2 separate regions of the Triticum aestivum genome follow, and region 1 is linked to region 2. A link is a contact called in public Hi-C data. All regions are on one chromosome and are shown on one strand. The core of a region is the stretch at or near the end of the contact, and the rest is flanking DNA. Distances in the headings are between cores, read along the strand shown.

Region 1 (4,281 bases), core at 1,177-3,676, 180 kb before region 2:
ATTTAGTAATTATATTTTAGATAGCCAAAATTTCTAAACATTTTTCAAACAAATTTGACCTTTTGTTGTACTTGCATAAAAGGTTTCGTCGAGGAATGACTTTCATGGTATTCTGGGCAATTTTTTTTAACACTATATGCTCCCTTTGTTTCAAAATAAGTGTCTCAAGCTCACTTATTTTGGGACGGAGGGAGTACAAGTTATTACTCACATTTTTCTGTCCTAATTTTTTTGGGTTTTCTTCCCTGAAGTTGATGGGAGTTTTTTCCTCATGATTTTTTTATTCGAGTACAACAGAAGGTCAAATTTATTTCCAAAAAGATTTGAATTTTTTTATCTTATTTCACAATTATACTGTTTTTCTTTCATATCAAGTGCACAACGGTTCATATAGTCTTTCCGTTATCCGTACCACACAAGAGTCGCGCGTAACTGAAGCCTGATCCGATCTCAATAATTTGCTGTCGATTCGAGGAATCTATCTGTAGATCTATCGATCTCGACTCTCAATCCCAAGTGGAGAGCTGCGTACGTACATACCGACTAATCAATCGTCCGGCATCATCGATCCGCTGCTGCTCGGTGCTGCCAAACGCCAGCGCACTCACGGCACCAGCGCCCACGGGCTGCCAGCGGCATACAATCTAGCGCGCGATTTTATCCCTGTTGCAAAGGACGAAACGAGCGAGAATAAGCGAACAAGAGCGCGATCGCCAACAGTTGTTTATTCCGTATCAGGTTGGTGGGCGCGCTCGCCGGCGGACCCTGACCGGCAGGCCGCCGGCGAACGTGGCCGTCAGCCCCGGCGCGAACTTGGGCCGGCGCGAGCTGCGCTCGATCGCCTGGATGTCGAAGCCCCGGACGACGGCGACGATGACGGCCTTCATCTCCATGAGCGCGAGGTCCTTGCCGACGCAGACGCGCACGCCGGCCTGGAACACCGGGTACCGGTACGGGCTCACCGGGACGAACTGCCCGTCGCGGAGCCACCGCTCGGGCCGGAACTCGGAGCAGTCGGGGCCCCACACCGACTCCATCCGGCCCATGGCGTAGGCGTGGTAGGTGACCCGCGTGCCCTTGGCCACCGCCGTGCCGTCCGGGAGCGTGTCGTCGCCCGCCGCGAACTTGGAGTCGAACTGCACCGGCGGGAACAGCCGCATGCTCTCGTACAGCGCCGCGTGCACGTAGTGCATGTCCTTGAGCTTGCTGAAGCTCGGCCGGTCGCCGTCGTCGCCGCCCGCGACGCGTGACACCTCGTCCCGGATGGCGGCGGCGACCTCCGGGTGATCGGAGAGGAGCAGGAAGAAGGCGGTCAGCGCTGAGGCGACGGTGTCGCGGCCGGCGAGCATGAAGCTGACGACGATGTCCCGGAGGTACTTCTCGTCGCTGATGGAGCCCATGAACCGCGACAGGAGGTCGCTGCCGGACGCGGCGCCGCCGAGCTTGTGTCGCTGCCGGGTGACCTCCGCGGCGAACCCGTCGACGAGGCGCACGGATTCCCGGAGCTTCCTCTCGTCCCCGACGTTGAAGAACCGCTTCAGCCGCCATATGATCTGCAACGGCGCGGTCGCGCGCCTCGCAGAGAGCATCGACGCCGTGTCGAACGCATCCACGAACGCCGACACCGGCATGGACAGCTCGAGGCAGCCCGGGTCGAGGCCGAAGGAGATCTTGCATATGCAGTCGAAGGCGAAGCGACGGAACACGTCCTGCAGGTCCAGCACCTTGCCACCGTCGTCGTCGTCGTCGTCGTGGGAGCAGGCAGAGTCAAGCAGGGGAACGAGACGGCCCCGCAGCTCGGAAGCCACGACGCCCGAGGCGAAAGCCCTGAGCGCGGGGGACGCAAGCTCAGCCGCGGCGAGCTTCCGCTGGAACAGCCACGCGTCTCCGTCGACGTTGAAGATCCCGCGGCCGAGCAGGTCGGCGAGGATGGCGGAGAAGGGCTTGCCCTTGGGGTAGTTATCGAAGCGCGCGCGCAGCATGTGCTCGACGGTGACGGGGTTGGCGGTGAGCACGTTGCGGAGCACGTGGACGTGCACGGTCTGCGACGGCGAGCGGCGCAGCAGGTGCGCGTACCAGTCGCAGAGGTTGTCGAACTCGCCGGCCCAGGAGGCGGTGAGGTAGGCCTCGCAGACCGCGCAGTCGCACCACCACGGCGGGCGCGTGCGCGCCACGGCCAGCAGGGCGGCGAGCGCCACGGTGCACACCGCGAGCGCGAAGAAGGCGCCGGCCACGTGCGGCTGCAGCTTGAGCGCCCCATGCAGCGCCGCCTCCGCCGCCGCCGCCCCATGCAGCGCGGCCTCGACGCCCATGACGAGCACGACGTGACGGCGGCGCTACCTGCTTTTTATCTATCGTACGTGCGTGTGTGTGCGCGCGGGGGGGCTTCCTTCTGCGGGCGGTGAGGTGAGGTGCCGTTGCGCCCGCCCCGGACGAGGCCGTTTTATACTGCCGCCCGGCCCTCTCCTCGCTCGTGTGTAGAAGGACGGTTCTGGGCATGGACTCTCGCCCGTGTAGCTTCCCCTCGTGACTTTGACCGCTCTCTCACTCTCAGTAGGTCTGGGCACGCTCGAGCTCGAGCTCACCTCGGTCGATCGGGCTGTAGCAGCTGGTGGTCTAGACCCTAGAGGTGGAGAGCCACATGCGCTATAGGAACAGTGCTGCATGTTGTCCGCCGCGCCATGCCCGTCGTCCGATCGGGCCACGCACCGTCACCCACCTCCCGGGGTGGCACTTGGTGTTTTTACCCCGGCCCGGTCGGTCGACCGCGACGTCAATACCCGGTCGTACATAACAGGAAAGCCCGCGGCTTGCCAACTTGGGCCAGCCAGAGCCAGTTATTGATTGCACTGCAGTGCAGTGCCTCCCTCCCACGATCCAGACAGTGCGATTGTACCACCACTACTATTGGACTAGTCGCCGATCCAGGGATACTTACTGCGCCGTGGCGTTTTGCACGTGCTTCCAGTGCCCACTAGCTTAGCCAGGCGCAGCAGCAACAGAGAGAGCAGCGCCGGACCGCCCGGGGTACATCTCTGCCCGTCTGCCTTCGCCGGGGCCGACCGATCTTTCTCACCCGCGCGCGGCCTCGATCGCGGCGACAGCGGCGCAGTAAACTCATCAATGGCGGTATGCGCCCCGAGCTCCGATGCCCCCGGGTACAAGGACACTATCGTGCTACCTGCGCCGGGGCAGAAGGAGGCGCAAGTTGCATCGTAGGAGCATCTCCAGCCGCACCGCCCCTCAACACGTCTTTATTTTCGTGGGTGCAAAAAAAAATTCCCCAGTCACACCTTCAGAATGTTGAATTCCGTCGATTTGACTCATTTTTGGCCCGATGATTTCACACGGAACTAGTGCACTGGGAGGCATTTGGGGACTTCGGTGAAAAGAAAAGTGGCGCGTGGGCCACCATTGTCTAGTGAGAAACACTTTCCCCCTTCCCCCAAGATTCGACCCAAGTGCGGCAGAACGCCACTTCCCCTTTGCCGCCATGCCGATACCAGCGCCACCCATCTGCCCACAGCCGTTGCTCCGCCGCTAGAAAGGCCATTCCCCCGCCGAAAAGAGAGGGGTTTCGCCGCGACAGCCTCCATCCTGCTCCTGGGCGAGGTTTCGAGGACTCCGACCACACAGGCAAGGATACTGGCGGCTGCCCGCCCATCACGCCCGCGAGGTGTTTGGCGATTTGTCTGTTCGGCGATGGACTCCGACGACGACAAGGCGCTTGCGGCTCTGATGGAGAAGGAAGCCAAGGCCGACACCGACGATGAAGAGCACCTCATGTTCCTATTTGATTTTGTATTGATTTATCTGATAAACTAAGTGATAAAAAATAGTTTTTGTTGAATTTGTGCTGAAGTGTGCCGAATTTGTGCCTAATTTGAGTTGGAACTCGGCGGCTGGGGGGCGAACTTGGGGGACGGCTGGGAACCGGAGCCTCCCATGCAGAAAATATCAACGGTAAGCCCCCAAGAGTCGGTATTTTACGCCTAAAAAAGCCCTTGGGGGGGGGGGGGCGAATGGCCGGAGATGCTCCAAGGGCATCTCCACCGCCGACCCTCAAAACTTCCGTATGCCACCACGACCGACCGCGCTGTCCGGATCACGGAAGTCATCCAACACGGGTCTGTATTGGTCCGCGATGTGGTCTGGATGCATTTTCTCTCGCAAATCGGAGACAAACGTCAAAGGGCTTTGCGGGAGTCCGGACCGCTCACACATTCGCTTCTGGCCACCCTGGCCCATAAAAAACCCACCCGTTCCTCCTGCGCTTTTCTT
Region 2 (4,489 bases), core at 1,649-4,148:
TCACTGACGGGCGGGCCAGGGAAGGACAGCGCAGACGGCCCGCGCGTCCATGTGGTGTTTGTTTCACCCCAAAAGCGGCGCAAACTTGGGCCGTGGATGGGTCGAAAACGAACACAAAACGGACAAAAGTTCATTTGCTTCCGCGCGCTGGGCCGCCTCGTTTGTCCATTTATCCCAAACGGACGAGGACGGATAGGATAGGATCGCGCGGTGAAGTTGGCCTAAGGTCCAGATTTGTCAAAAAAATACGGGACCTGTGCATGTGACACGAGTCGCGCAGACGATATCTCTCCGTACTGGTGTCGCCGGCCCACCCAACGAGAGGCGCGGAAACAGATCTCGAATCGGAATCGCGCATCGGGAGGCAGCCACGTAGAGCGGATCGAAGATATCCAGTGGGTCACCGCGCGGCGTCACGTCGTGCGGACGAGGAGCAGCCGCGCGGCGCGGCAACCTGCGCTGCGCTGCGGTGGGACGTGACCCTACTCGCCGCCACGCGCGCGAGACCGCGACGGAGACAGACGACGCAGCTTTCCCCGGGGCCGACGCAAGCTTGCGTCGGGTCAGTCGGAGGCGTACGCGCGAGGCGTTCGATCGCATCATCGGCGCGTGCGTGCGGCACGTTTCCCGGACCACGGGTGGTTGGGGGGGCGCGCGTACGGCGTACCGGCCGCTGTTTTCCTGTCCGGGATGGGATCCGAGGCCGACCGGCGACCGAGATGTCGCGCGTCGCGTCCTACAGTACCTCCCAGATGCGTGCGTGTACTACGAGAGAGAGGGAGAGAGTGGCGGGGTTTTCGGCAGACGTGGAATCACGTCGACGCGGAACCTAATTCGGGGGTCGACTTGACCCGGGCTACGTGACGCGCGAACCACGGATTCGCCGTTTTCTGGCGAGGCATATGCGTGAGGGAGGAACCGCAGAGGAAGCTCATGCTGGTGCGTGGTGATTTTTCGGTTGCTGACGAGATAGTCAGACCACTGCCGCCATCGTCAGGTTGAGATCTCCACCAGATTACCCTCGTGAAAATGATTACGCACGTGCCAAGTGGTGTGAAATCATCGGGCATCTCCGGACGTCCAAGAGTGCGAGACGCTGACTCTTTTCTCATGCTGAGCGTCTAGTGTACTTCGGCCGTCCAGGAACCAGTGGCGTGCCGGTTTGTTGCCACGGGAAAAATTAGCAAATGTAAGCAATCTCGTCATACATTGGCTTGCTAAGTGACGTGTTCAATTATATTTGCTCACTGTCTTTTGGAAGAAAAAAATACCGAGTGCATACTGTGTGGAATTTATTTATTTCTTTCGGGAAACTTTCAATCTATTAAACTTCAATAATGACAGTACAACGAACATCAGAAATAACAAAATTACATGCAGGTTCATAGATCACCTAGTGAAGGGCACAAGTGAAGCGAGTCAAAGACGCGCCGTCATCATTCCCCTTTCTCATCCGAGCCGGGCAAAATTTGTTGTAATTAACAGTCAGAAAGTTTTCATGCTAAGAGCATCTACACCCGGGCATCCTAAACCCGCCTCAACTGACCGGATAGGTCGTTCGGTCACTGACTGGTCACGAAATTGCATCCAGCCGGGCGCCTCAAAAGGGACTCAAACGCTTGGAATCGCATAGAAACCCAACGGTCTGAAGCTCGTCTCCTCCGTCAGACCAATGTTGCTGCATGGCACCGCTCTAGCGGGCCATGTAGTGCCTAGCCCGGCTATTTAAGCCGACCACCGACACTGAAATCCTACCCCCTCTACATTTTCCTCCGCCCGTCCACCGTCGCCGCTACTTTTCACTCTCCATCCACCATCACTAGTAGTCATGCTCCCACGCTGCAGGATAAGGGCCACCCATTTCTGACGCTGGAGCGCCGACTGTAGCTCCTTGAGCAGATCGGGGCAAGGCACGGAGCCCGGATCGCCGCGGGACTACCTCTGAATGCAGTGGATCCGGAGGAGGAGTTGGAGGAGGTTGAGGGGGAGGTTGAGGAACAGGAGCCGAAAAGAGGATGTGGGGGACACCGGGGACACGGATCTGCAGCGCGGAGCAACATGCCATCCTCAATTCCCTTCGCTCAGAGTCGGATGCGGAGGCGAGACGCCGTCGTCGGCAGGAGATGGAGGTGCGGCATGCCGCGGAGGAGGAGGAGATGTTCACCTACATGGATGAGGGCGAGCATGAGGAGGAGGAGCCGGAGCCCTCCTATGCGCCCGCCCACCCGACGCATGACACCGACTTCGTGGACATCTCCGACGACGAAGATTAGCTAGGCTAGTACGTAGGATTTCTTTTGCATGCTTTGTATGGATCCAGGGGTTGAATATATGGGATACTCGAATGCAGAGTAGCTAAGTTGAGGCGTGACTGGTCACTGTCCGTGGACGCGTCCGGTTGCGTTCGCAGGCGTTTGAAGATCCGGATTTGTCAAGTCCGACTGTAGATGCTCTAAGGGTCCATATGAACAACGCACTAGAACAACAACCACCGTGATAAAGAGACACGTAGATCGGAAGGATCCAACTTGAAGACACAGGGACGTGTCGAACAAAGATTGGATCTGTACGATCCACCAAAGACAATCACCGATCAAATCTTACGAGATTTGCTCTCTGACGATGCTAGAAGCATCACCGAGACAGGGGGACTAGGTGGGGAGAATCTTATTCCATCTACAGGGAGCCGTTATCCTCTCGCCTTCCTAACCGTTGTAGTCCGTTTGTACTTGTTTTTTTTTTTTAGGAATTGTACTTGACTTTTGATGAAAAAAAAGGACACGCCCGCAGTACGTAGCAGGGCCGGACTCGGAGCCTTTCGAGGGCCTGAAAACACATACTAGGAAACCCAGCCCACGCTGGTGCGCCCAAGGTGTATAATTGGGCCCATCTTCCGCCAGACATGCCCTCTCTTCCCGCGGCTCTAAGCCCTAGAACACCCCTTGCTTTTGGTCCCTGCTCCCCCCGCCGGCGATGGCCGCGCCGCCGGAGACGACGGGCGCGCCGTCCCCGCCGGAAGGGGAGCACAAGGGCAACGCGGGCGTCGAGGTCTGCTGCTTCGAGCAATCTGCAGAGGACTTCTCCAGAGCGGTACGCGCCATCTCAGAGCTCGCCGCCGGCAAGCCCGAGCCGGGCTTCCCCAACGCCGAGGCGGAGCGGCTCGCCTCCTCGATAACGTTCCTCAGGTGAAGACGCGCTCTCCTTGCTCCACAATCACCGCGATAGAATCTGGCAACTTTCAGTTGTGGGCTTGCAAGCCGTACAGCGGCGTCAGCAATTAATGGCTGCTTCATCGGTTGAACTTTTTACACGTGGCGCGTGACGGAGATGTGGTTGTGCACGTACGGTGGAGCCTGGAACGTGGAACCTCTTTAGTTTTGTTGATTGAATGATTGATATGTCGTTTGTGCGGGAGAATTTTGTTATGGTTTGTGAATTTGGAGTTTATGGCACCATTACAAACGATAAATTCTAGTCGTCATGTTCTTGCTATGGTAGCATTTATTCCTTGCTGTTAGTGTTAACTAGAATTCGTCTGATACAGTCACCGCATGTGATTGTGTTGTTATCAGCTCGTTTTTGTCTGATAAGAATGGTACCATGAGACCTGTTGTGAAAATTTAGTAAGTTCAAGTTTATTGTTAACTGATTGATTATGACAAGATCTTTTAAAGTCAATGGCTGGACGCCTGGACACTGGGAGTTTTCGGCTTTTTCTTGATCTACAGTTGTAGTAGCTTTCATTTTGGATTTAAAAAAAACAGATTTATTGACAAGGCCACTTTTATTGACTTGGTATGGAATTAATTTGAGCCTTTTCTGCTAAGTAGTAGCACATGCTCATTGGAGATTGCTCTGTTTCTCCATAAGTTTAGCACATTGTGAAAAGTTGCAGTTGTTGCATTGGCAGTATACCTAATTGGAGAGCACAAGATGTCTTCTTGTTTCGTTTTTACTAGCTTACTCTGTCCTTCCCTGTTTTCGTATTTTAGTGTTTTTTTGGATTACTCAGAACCCATTCTGCTTGACATTTAATCAATTGTTATCTTCCCAGAGAATGGAAGCATTTTAATTATGAGCCAAAAGGTGTAAGTTTTACTTACGGCACTGGATCAACTTCATCCAGAGATGACACACATGAGATTACCTTACCACAATTCTCGTCTGCATCTGTTCCTCAGGTTAGTAAAACTACGGTGCTAATTTCTGAGTCTAAAGTTCCTGTTATAACATTGGAGGGAAGCTTTCTGCTGATTTCTTGGATCACATCAGTGCAAATCAATGCAGGTCGCACACTTGGAAGATGGGAGGGATAATAATACATACAGGTATTATTTCTAGAAGCTAGACTGTTTCAACTTATTAGAATCTTCTTATTTTGTTATATGATTCTCCCTAAGTTTGTTGAGGAGAGATACATTACGATTTAAGTTCCTCAGTTCTGGTTATTTGGAGTATTGAAGTTATGACCCAAGATTTTTCCATAGCC

Evidence for each region. Hi-C and Micro-C count contacts between places; a contact is called where the count stands out from the background.
Region 1: a contact with region 2 is called in a Hi-C map of leaf, with 4 times the contacts expected there. The contact joins the promoter of LOC123062662 here to the promoter of LOC123062654 in region 2. A contact is called at or near these places in 3 of 5 Hi-C or Micro-C datasets (leaf and an unstated tissue).

What each region holds. Positions count from the first base shown.
Region 1 is chr3A:621,816,633-621,820,913 of IWGSC CS RefSeq v2.1, reverse strand. LOC123062662 (cytochrome P450 94C1) reads right to left here and starts at 2,426. Exons shown (of 1, transcript XM_044486277.1): 1 at 356-2,426. The coding sequence starts at 2,312. The coding sequence ends at 735.
Region 2 is chr3A:621,632,515-621,637,003 of IWGSC CS RefSeq v2.1, reverse strand. LOC123062654 reads left to right here and starts at 2,898. Exons shown (of 15, transcript XM_044486266.1): 1 at 2,898-3,185; 2 at 4,055-4,181; 3 at 4,288-4,328. The coding sequence starts at 2,974.